2 separate regions of the Oryctolagus cuniculus genome follow, and region 1 is linked to region 2. A link is a contact called in public Hi-C data. All regions are on one chromosome and are shown on one strand. The core of a region is the stretch at or near the end of the contact, and the rest is flanking DNA. Distances in the headings are between cores, read along the strand shown.

Region 1 (4,180 bases), core at 890-3,389, 57 kb after region 2:
AAAAATAGACTTGAAAAATAAGTGTATTTTGGTGCAAAACAATCTGAAATCCATGCTTGGATGCATTTTCCTTGGATGCATTTTCTGTGAACTTTCTGAAGATCCTGTGTATGCATGGATTTCAGATTTTTGTTCTTGGTGGGGAGTGCACCAAAGGAAACTTAGCTTTTCACTTCGTTTTCCATGTTTTTTTTTTTTTTTTTTTTTTTTTTTTTTTTCTAAGAGCCCTCATCTACCATTTAGTCGGTTCTCATTGAGCTCACGGCCCTGGGCTTAGTAGGCGCTTTAAAAAACAAGACTCATTTATTCCTTAAAAAAATTTTATGTTGTTCTCATTTTAAAGGGCATGTCACTGAGGCTCTGAGCAGCCAGGTAACTTGCCCAGGGACACACAAGCAGAAAGTCGCAAAGCCTGAATTATGACGGACCTATCTGAGGGCCAGCATTGTGGTGTGGCCACTGAAGCTGCTGCCTGCGACCTCAGCGTCCCATATTGGAGCACTGGTTCGAGTCCCAGCTGCTCCGCTTCCCATCCAGCTCCCTGCTCATGCGCCTGGGAAAGCAGTGGAGGATGGCTCAAGTCCTTGGGCCCCTGCCACTCACATGGAAGACCTAGATGGAGTTCTAGGCTTCTAGCTTCCGGGTGGCCCAGCCTTGGCCATTATGGTTAAAAAAAAAAAAAAAAAAAAGACATGTGCGGTCTCCAAACTCTGTCCCCCTGATGCCCTTGGCTGTGCGTGCTTCAGCAAGAGGCCACACATGGACAGTGAGCTACCTAGAAGTTAGAAAAGAATGACGACACGAACGGGTTAAAGACCCTCGTGCGTGCAGAGAGACAGCTCTGTTCTTTTGTTTCCTTTTCCTGTTGGGTCTCCATACCCAGCCCACTGTTCACACACTCTAAGCACACGGAATAATGTGTTGAATGAACACGGAATGAATAAGAAGAAAAGGCTGCTGCTTTTCTTCTTCGTTGGAATTAACCCTTTCACTGGCTGCTCGCCTTCTTCCCGAGCCTTGCTGTGCGTGTTGGCCCGCAGCTCCGTGTTCTGGGGCAGGTTGCAGGGGGCCTCCGCGGCTCCACGCGCCTCCCCACCTGCTTCCCACATGAGCACACGACTCATCGGCTCCCTGCCCCTCTCCTGGATTCTCCAGCAGAAGTCTTGGCCCCACCTGGGACTTTGGTGGCTGCCACAGTCTGATCCCTCGAGATCTTGGGAGAGACCTTGAGAAGCACAGACAGGAGGCGCGGCAGCCACTAAGTCACATGGCGGTGTATTGGGGGCTGGGGAGAGGTTGGGAATTTTGAGAGCAAGCAACATCATGGTGGAGACGGTGTCATTGACCGCTAGGTTCCCGGTGGCTGAAACAACCACCCCGGCCACACAGTGGGCACCCAGTGTTTGTTGAATGAATAGATTAGTGCACATACAAACGACATCTGAACGTGACTCCTTTCCATGGTTGGGAGGTAGCCGAGAGAAATGGAGGAGCAGTTTCTGCCCCTCTTCTCGCTGGCTCTCCGTGTGCACCAGCGGCCTCCCCTTCCCTCCCTGGCTTCTGCTGGTCTCTGGCTCCAGGTCCTCTCCCTGTCTCTCCCAGCCACCGCAAGCGACACAGACTCTGCCTGGCCTGTCTCAGCTTGGGTGTCTCCTGGCTCACAGGAGCCCCTGCTGTGAATGAACGTCTTTGAGCGCCTGCCCCAGGTGGGGCTCAGCTGACCACAGCAAGCTGCACCCCCACCCCGCCCCCGCCCCAACACACACTGAGGAAGACGCCAGGAGCCAGGTCTGCTGCCAAGGGTGCTCACCATGCAGGCCCCGTGAATTCCGACTCCCCAGGGCTCACGGCCGGTGAGAACAAGGGCTGGCTGTGACAGAGCCCCGTCTCTGGGTGGGGCGTGTGCTGAATGGAAAGTCAGCCGCCCAGGCCTCGTGGCTCGGCCTCCGTGAGCAGGGCTGTTTTATAAAGTGACTTTTCAGGGCCTTCTCCCTCGACCAGGACCTGGCCGCCGTGCCAGCTCTGCAAAACTGAGCAGGCCTTGTGTCTGCTGGGAAGAAAGACGTGAAAATGAGGGCTGGAGCGGATGCAGGGCCCCCAGTCCAGCAGAAACAGGGCAGCGTGTTGTGCGGCCGCCTGGGGCAGAGCTGACAAGCGCCACATTCATTGCTCAGCAGGAGCTGGCTGCGCGGTGTCACAGCCCTCCTCCGCACAGCCGCGCCATTGATCCACAGTGTCAGCTGTGTAGAGAGGTGGCCCGGGGTGGCCAGGCCGCCGCTTGCCTCGCCAGGGGATCTCTGAATACCGTTTTTCTCATCTGAGTTATCCCTGCAGAAAGCTACATGCTTGTGGCCAGCAATCTCGCACATGTGTGTGCTCTGTAGTCCATGTGACTGGCGCCCCCCACAGGTGTGCAGAGGCACAGCCTTTGTTTGCAGAGAGTGTGCAGGTGCGCCTGGCTCCAGCTCTGTGTCTATATATTGATGCCTGTCTTGATAACTCTGTACTATGTTTGCATGTCTGTGAATGTGCACACCTACTTCAAATGGGCTTAACCCTGCATATTATGTGCGTGTGTGTGTTCTTGTGTGCATGAGTGTGTGTGCAGAGCTGTCTTCCTGAGATGGACGGGCTGCCTGGACTCAAGTCACAACTTCGCTGCTTGGTTGCCATGTGACATTGACAGAGCGACTTGAGTCCCCACGGCCTCGGTTTTCTCACTGTGTAATGGAGGTGGTCACTGTTCTCAACTCATGGGATAGTCATGAAGGTTCATTGAGGCCTCTGCTGGGGCAGGCGTTCAGTGCAATGGTGAAGCCACCATGCAGGACTCCGTGTCCCTTTCTGGAATGCCTGGGCTCCGGTCCAAGCTCTGCTGCAGATCTCAGCTCCCTGTTAATGCACACCCTGGGACACAGCAAGGATGGCTCAAGAAATGGGGTCTCTGCCACCCATGAGGGAGACCTGGATTGAGTTCCTAGCTTGCAGCTTCTGCCTGGCCTGGCCCGAGCTGGTGCACGTATTTGGGGAGTGAACTGGTAGAAGGGATATTCTCTCTTTCTCTCTCCCCTTTGCCCCCTCTCCCCACCTTCAAATAAATGAAAAATAAATAACTTTTTTAAAAAAAATGAGACAACTCCTGGCCCCATGTCAGCAGTTGGTACCATGTCAGTTACGGCTGCTGTCACTGTTGTGGCTGGGCGTGCCACTTCTCGGCCTGCATGTCACTGTCCGTGTGCCTCAACTCCCAATGTCCACCGGGATAGGACCCGTGTCTGCTTTCTCTCTCACTTTCTGAACCAGTGACCCAGCTCCTAGAGTTCTGAGGTGGGACATCGGTAGTGTCTGAAGCTCTTGGTCCCATCAGGGGCTGCTCAGCCCTTCCTGTCCCATGAGGGAGGGTGCAGGGTATCTGTCCTCCTTCAGTCCTGTGTCCTCACGAGCTCTCCTGGGCTTGTCACCCTCTCCCCAAGTCTCCCTCCACTCCACTCACCATACACACGCACACATAGATTTTTCTGCCCTCACTGTGGTTTCCCAGGGCGGACTTAAATAATTCTCCGTGGCTGTGGTCTGGATGGCACAGAGACACAGTCTGATTGTCCCTAACCCAGCAGACAGCTTTGTCCCCAGCTAGCCTCTGGCCCCACAGATAAGTCCAGTGTTTCAGCCATGAGACTTGAGGTCCTGAGCCTGGGTCTCAATGGAGAATTGTGTCTAAATAGGGATGGGCTGAGCCGTTCCCAGGTGGGCATCTGGGTTGAGGGTTTTGTGGCTGGTTACCAGAGGCAGGGCTGGCATTGTGGTATAGCAGGTTAAGCTACTGCCTGTGAGGCCTGTATATAGTTTTGAGTGTTTGCTGCTCCACTTCCCATCCAGCTGCCTGCTAATGGACCTGGGAAAGCAGTGGAAAACAGCCCAAGTGTTTGTGTCCCTGCCACCCAGGTGGGAGACCTGGACGGAGTTCCAGGCTCCTGGCTTTGGCCTGGCCCAGCCCTGACTGTGGGGACCATTTAGGGAATGAACCAGAGGATAGAAGACCTTTCTCTGTGTCTCTCCCTCCCTTTCACTCTCTCTAACTCTGCCTTCTAAATAAATACATTAATAAATTTTTAAAATTTAAAAAGAAATGCTCTCTATTGCCCATTTTTCCAAATCAACCTCAGTTTTCACATCCCCA
Region 2 (4,056 bases), core at 1,471-3,970:
GGAGGCCCTACTGGGATGCTGGGATCGGGACATGGTTTAGACACCAAGGGAGAGAGCTGGCGACCTGATGGCTCTTGGGGACCAAGTCATCCACCCACTCCTGTGGCACTAAAGAAGCAGTGGTCCCTGGTGGGGAGGGGACAGCTCAAGGTTGTGTGGCAGGAGAGAGGCTAGGGCTGCCTCCCCTACTCACTGCCTCTTTGCTGTCAGACCCTGAGCCCCAGGGAGCACCCAAGTGGTTGCAGGGAAGTTGGCTTCCTGCCAGTGCCAGCGGTGAAGAACGGGCCGTTGGCCAAGCTGATCAGCACATTCTCTCTCTCTAGCCACAGTGATCGGTTTAGGGGTGGACCTGAGCAGAGAATCCTGGGGAATACTGACTCTCCTTTCCCCGCATTAGAAATGTGCATGTGGTGCAAGGAGTCTCAGCTACTGAGGGCACACATCTGTGACATGAGGAGAGGACCCATGGAAGGAAGAGAGGAGATACGGAAGGGAAGGGAGTTCTAAGTGGTGGTTCTGAGCAGCTGGATCGGACCTCACCTGAAGTCTGCTCTGGAATGTTCAGTTGTACAATCCAGTAAAGTCTACTTTTTAAGAGGGGTGTTTTCTTGCTTGCAATCCAAAGATTCCCACCTGATAAAGAGGTGGCAGGAGACTGGTGGCCCTGGGAGCTGGCCTGTGTGCCTCTATCCCATTCCTCAGTAGACGCGCTGAACCTACTGGGCCAGGCTGTAGATACTCCGAAGGCTCCCTCTGGTCAGGAGCTAGGAATCCCATCGAGTTTGCATCCGGCACTCCTAGTTCAGGGAAGTCGGTTGGCTAAGATGCATGGGTCCAGAAAACATTTTCCTGGGGGTCACTCCAGTACCTTCCTCTCTCTGGTGAACCTTAAGAACTTTGGGCATGTCCCTGTAGTGATGCCAGCCTCATTACATTTAAAAGATTTTGTTGGGTCCGGTGTTGTGGTGTCGTGGGCTAAGCCACCACCAGTAATGCTGGCATCCTGTATGGGTGCTGGTTTGAGTCCTGACTGTTCCACTTCCAATCCAGCTCCTTGCTGATGTGCCTGGGAAGGTGGTGGAGGATGGCCCAATTCCTTGGGACCTGCACCCATATGGGAGACCTGTAAGAAGCTCCTGGTTCCTGGCTTTGGCTTGGCCTAGCCCTGGCTGTTGTGGCCATTTGGGGAGTAAACCAGCAGATGGAAGATCTCTCTTGTGTCTCCACCCCCCCAAACTCTGCATTTTGAATGAATAAATAAATCTTTAAAAGTTTTTATTTGTTTACTATCTGAAAGGGAGAGGGGGAGAGAAAGAGATCTTCCATCCACTGCTTTATACTCTGAACACCTTTAACAGCCAGGGCTGGGCCAGGCCAAAGCCAGGATGGAACTCAATCCAGGTCTCCTACATGGGTGCTAGGGGCCCAACCACTTGGGCCATCTTCTGCTACCTCCAAAGGAGCCTGTTAGAAGGAAGCTGGAATCAGAAGAGGACCTGGGACTTGAACCAGGGACTCCAACATGGGACTCAGGCATCCCGCATGGGGTCTTAACTAGCGGGTCAGACGCCTGTCCCAGTTCCACTAAAGTTCAGTAACTGACACCTGCGTGCAGTTGCTCGGGGGAGGGGAGCTCAGTGCTGGCTCACGTCTGGAGCGCTGAGCCTGGCCGGCTGTGTGACACAGGTTAGTGTTCATGGATGCTTGTGGAGGCGATGACCTGATCATCACTCCCTACCTCGCTCTCTAGTGGATCCTCTTTGCACTCCACTGGCTTCCCTTAAAATCAGGATGAGGTCAAAAAGCACCGTGGACCTGATGTGCTGCATTCCCACAGGGCGTGCAAGTCCTGCACAGGTTGCCAACCCCATCCCGCGTGGCTGCATGCAAAACCCTGGACCGGAGAACAGGGGCGGGAAAGACCGGATGCATTGATTCAGGGCCTGCTGGGGATGCAGCTGGAGCTGGGAAGAGGCAGCTCAGGCTAGGAGGAGCCCTCCCCGCTCAAGGTCACCAGGAAAGAGGGGCCAGGACTGGAAAGGACAAGACCCATTCCCCAGGAGTGAGCCATGTGTAGGCAGAAGGCGGGCTTCCGGGTGGGTGCAGTGCGGGGCACGAACTCCGGGGCTTTCAGCCTGCGAAGGAAAGCCCACGGGTCTCCTTTTTCACACTAAAGCACTTTGCCGGGCATGGAGTCTGTTGCCTCGTGAGTCCGCAGGGACCAGCGCAGTGACTCAGTGAGCGCCGAGTACTCCGCCAGGGGTGGGCGTGTGATTCAGGAGTCACTCACGCGCTGGCGCGCATCAATCCCAGGCGCTAGGCAAAGCCTCTTCCCACCCTAACAGCTGGGATCCAGGGGTCCAGCTGGGACCCCGGGTGGCTGGGGTCCTGGCCTCTCGCCTCCACTCGCCGCCGGGACGGCAAACTCCGGGCAAAAAGCCCCGCTCTGTTCACCCGCCTCCCGCCTGCTCGCCACTCGGGAAGGCAGCTCTCCGGACCCGCCGCTTCCAGACGCCCTGGATGTGGAGCGAGCCCACCCGCTCCCGAGCTGCCCCACTGTCCTCGCCGCCGCCGGCCCTCCTCCGCGTTCCCACTCCGGTGCTGGAGGTGTTCAACTGCCCCAGTCGCCGCCCTCCCCTTTCCCTCCTCCCTTCCGCACCTCGGCTCCGCCCCCAGCCCCGCCTCTCTCTGCCCCAGCCCAGGGGCACCCGGCCCCTGCCCTGCCCCATCGCCCGCCCCTCCTGGCTGGGACCAGAGTGTAGGGGAGAGGGGAGCCGCGCGGGCTACGCGCCCCCTCCTCTGGAGCCCCGGCCCCGCACGCGCGCGCGCGCGCGCTCCCGCCGCCCCCACCGCGGCCTCCGGCTCCCGCCTCCCAGCCTTCCCCTCCTCCTGGTGACGTCCGGGTCCCTGCCCGTCTGAAAACTCCGCGCCGCGGCGGTGGAGGCGGCGGTGGCGGCGGCGGCGGCGGCGGAGGAGGAGGAGCGCGGCGAGCCGAGGCGGCGGCGGCTCGAGTGGGAGCCCGAGCAGCAGCCGGCGGCAGCGGGAGCCGCGGGCAGTGCGGGGGCAGCCCGGAGCGCGCCGGGGGTCCCCGCGCCCCGCTCGCCCGCCGTGCTCCGAAGATGGTGGCGGCGCCGTGCGCCCGGAGGCTGGCCCGGCGCTCTCACTCGGCGCTGCTCGCGGCGCTCACGGTGCTGCTGCTGCAGACGCTGATCGTGTGGAATTTCAGCAGCCTCGACTCCGGGGCCGGCGAGCGCCGTGCGGGCGCAGCAGCCGGCGGCGCCGAGCAGCCGCCCCCGGCCCCGGCCCCGCACCGGGAGCGCCGGGACCTGCCCGCCGAGCCGGCTGCAGCCCGAGGAGGTGGCGGCGGCGGCGGCGGAGGAGGAGGACGGGGGCCGCGGGCGCGGGGAGGCGGCCCCGGAGATCCGCGGGCGCAGCCTCCGGCCCGCCGCGGGGCACTGCCCTCCCGGGCACTGGTAAGATCCCCCTCTGGGCTGGCACCTCGCGGGGAGGCGGGAGGGCAGCCCTTGGACCCTGGTGCCGGCTCTCCTCATATCCCCTGGGGCCCCTGCCGGTTGAGGACTGCTGCTGGGGGTCTGGGGAAGTTATTTCCAGGGGACGCGCCCTGGGAGGTGACCGGAGCCAGCTGGGGTTTCTGTTCTCCGGGTGCCTGGCGGTTGCCCTGACCTGTGTAGCACGCGTGGGGCTGCTGGTGCGACGCTCGCTGCCTGGTGTGTGCATCGCGCCCGGAGCCTCAGCCGCTGCTCAGGGGTGGCTCCCGCAGCTGCATCTCTTTGCCGAGTTGGGTGCAGACAGCTGAGTCCCCTGCTCGCTCTGGCCTGGTGTGGAGGCTGGGGTGCACGCCCCTGAATCAAGACTCAGTCGGGGATACCTGGGCTCACTCTGGGTGTCGTGTGTCCCCTTGGTGGCCAGCTGAACCTTCTATCTCCAACCATGTTCTCCCATCTCTCGCTCGCTCGCTCGCTCGCTCTGTCTCTGTCTCTTTCTTTTTACCTCCTCTTCGTTTCCAATTCTGGGACATGGCCCTTCACTTCTGCG

What was found. A called contact is a pair of places that touch in the nucleus more often than the background predicts.
Region 1: a Hi-C map of an unstated tissue shows a contact between it and region 2, with 1.6 times the contacts expected there. The contact joins the enhancer-like site here to the promoter of XYLT1 in region 2. A contact is called at or near these places in 2 of 6 Hi-C or Micro-C datasets (ear pinna and an unstated tissue).

Annotation. Positions count from the first base shown.
Region 1 is chr19:20,292,567-20,296,746 of mOryCun1.1, forward strand. All of the region lies in intron 1 of XYLT1 (xylosyltransferase 1), which reads left to right. Among named protein-coding and RNA genes, the nearest start is that of XYLT1, 57 kb to the left of the region's middle. Within about 2 kb of position 2,140, at least 1 of the 8 cell types and tissues checked has an H3K27ac peak or open chromatin away from gene starts, as enhancers often do.
Region 2 is chr19:20,234,647-20,238,702 of mOryCun1.1, forward strand. XYLT1 (xylosyltransferase 1) reads left to right here and starts at 2,721. Exons shown (of 12, transcript XM_070064777.1): 1 at 2,721-3,473. The coding sequence starts at 3,120.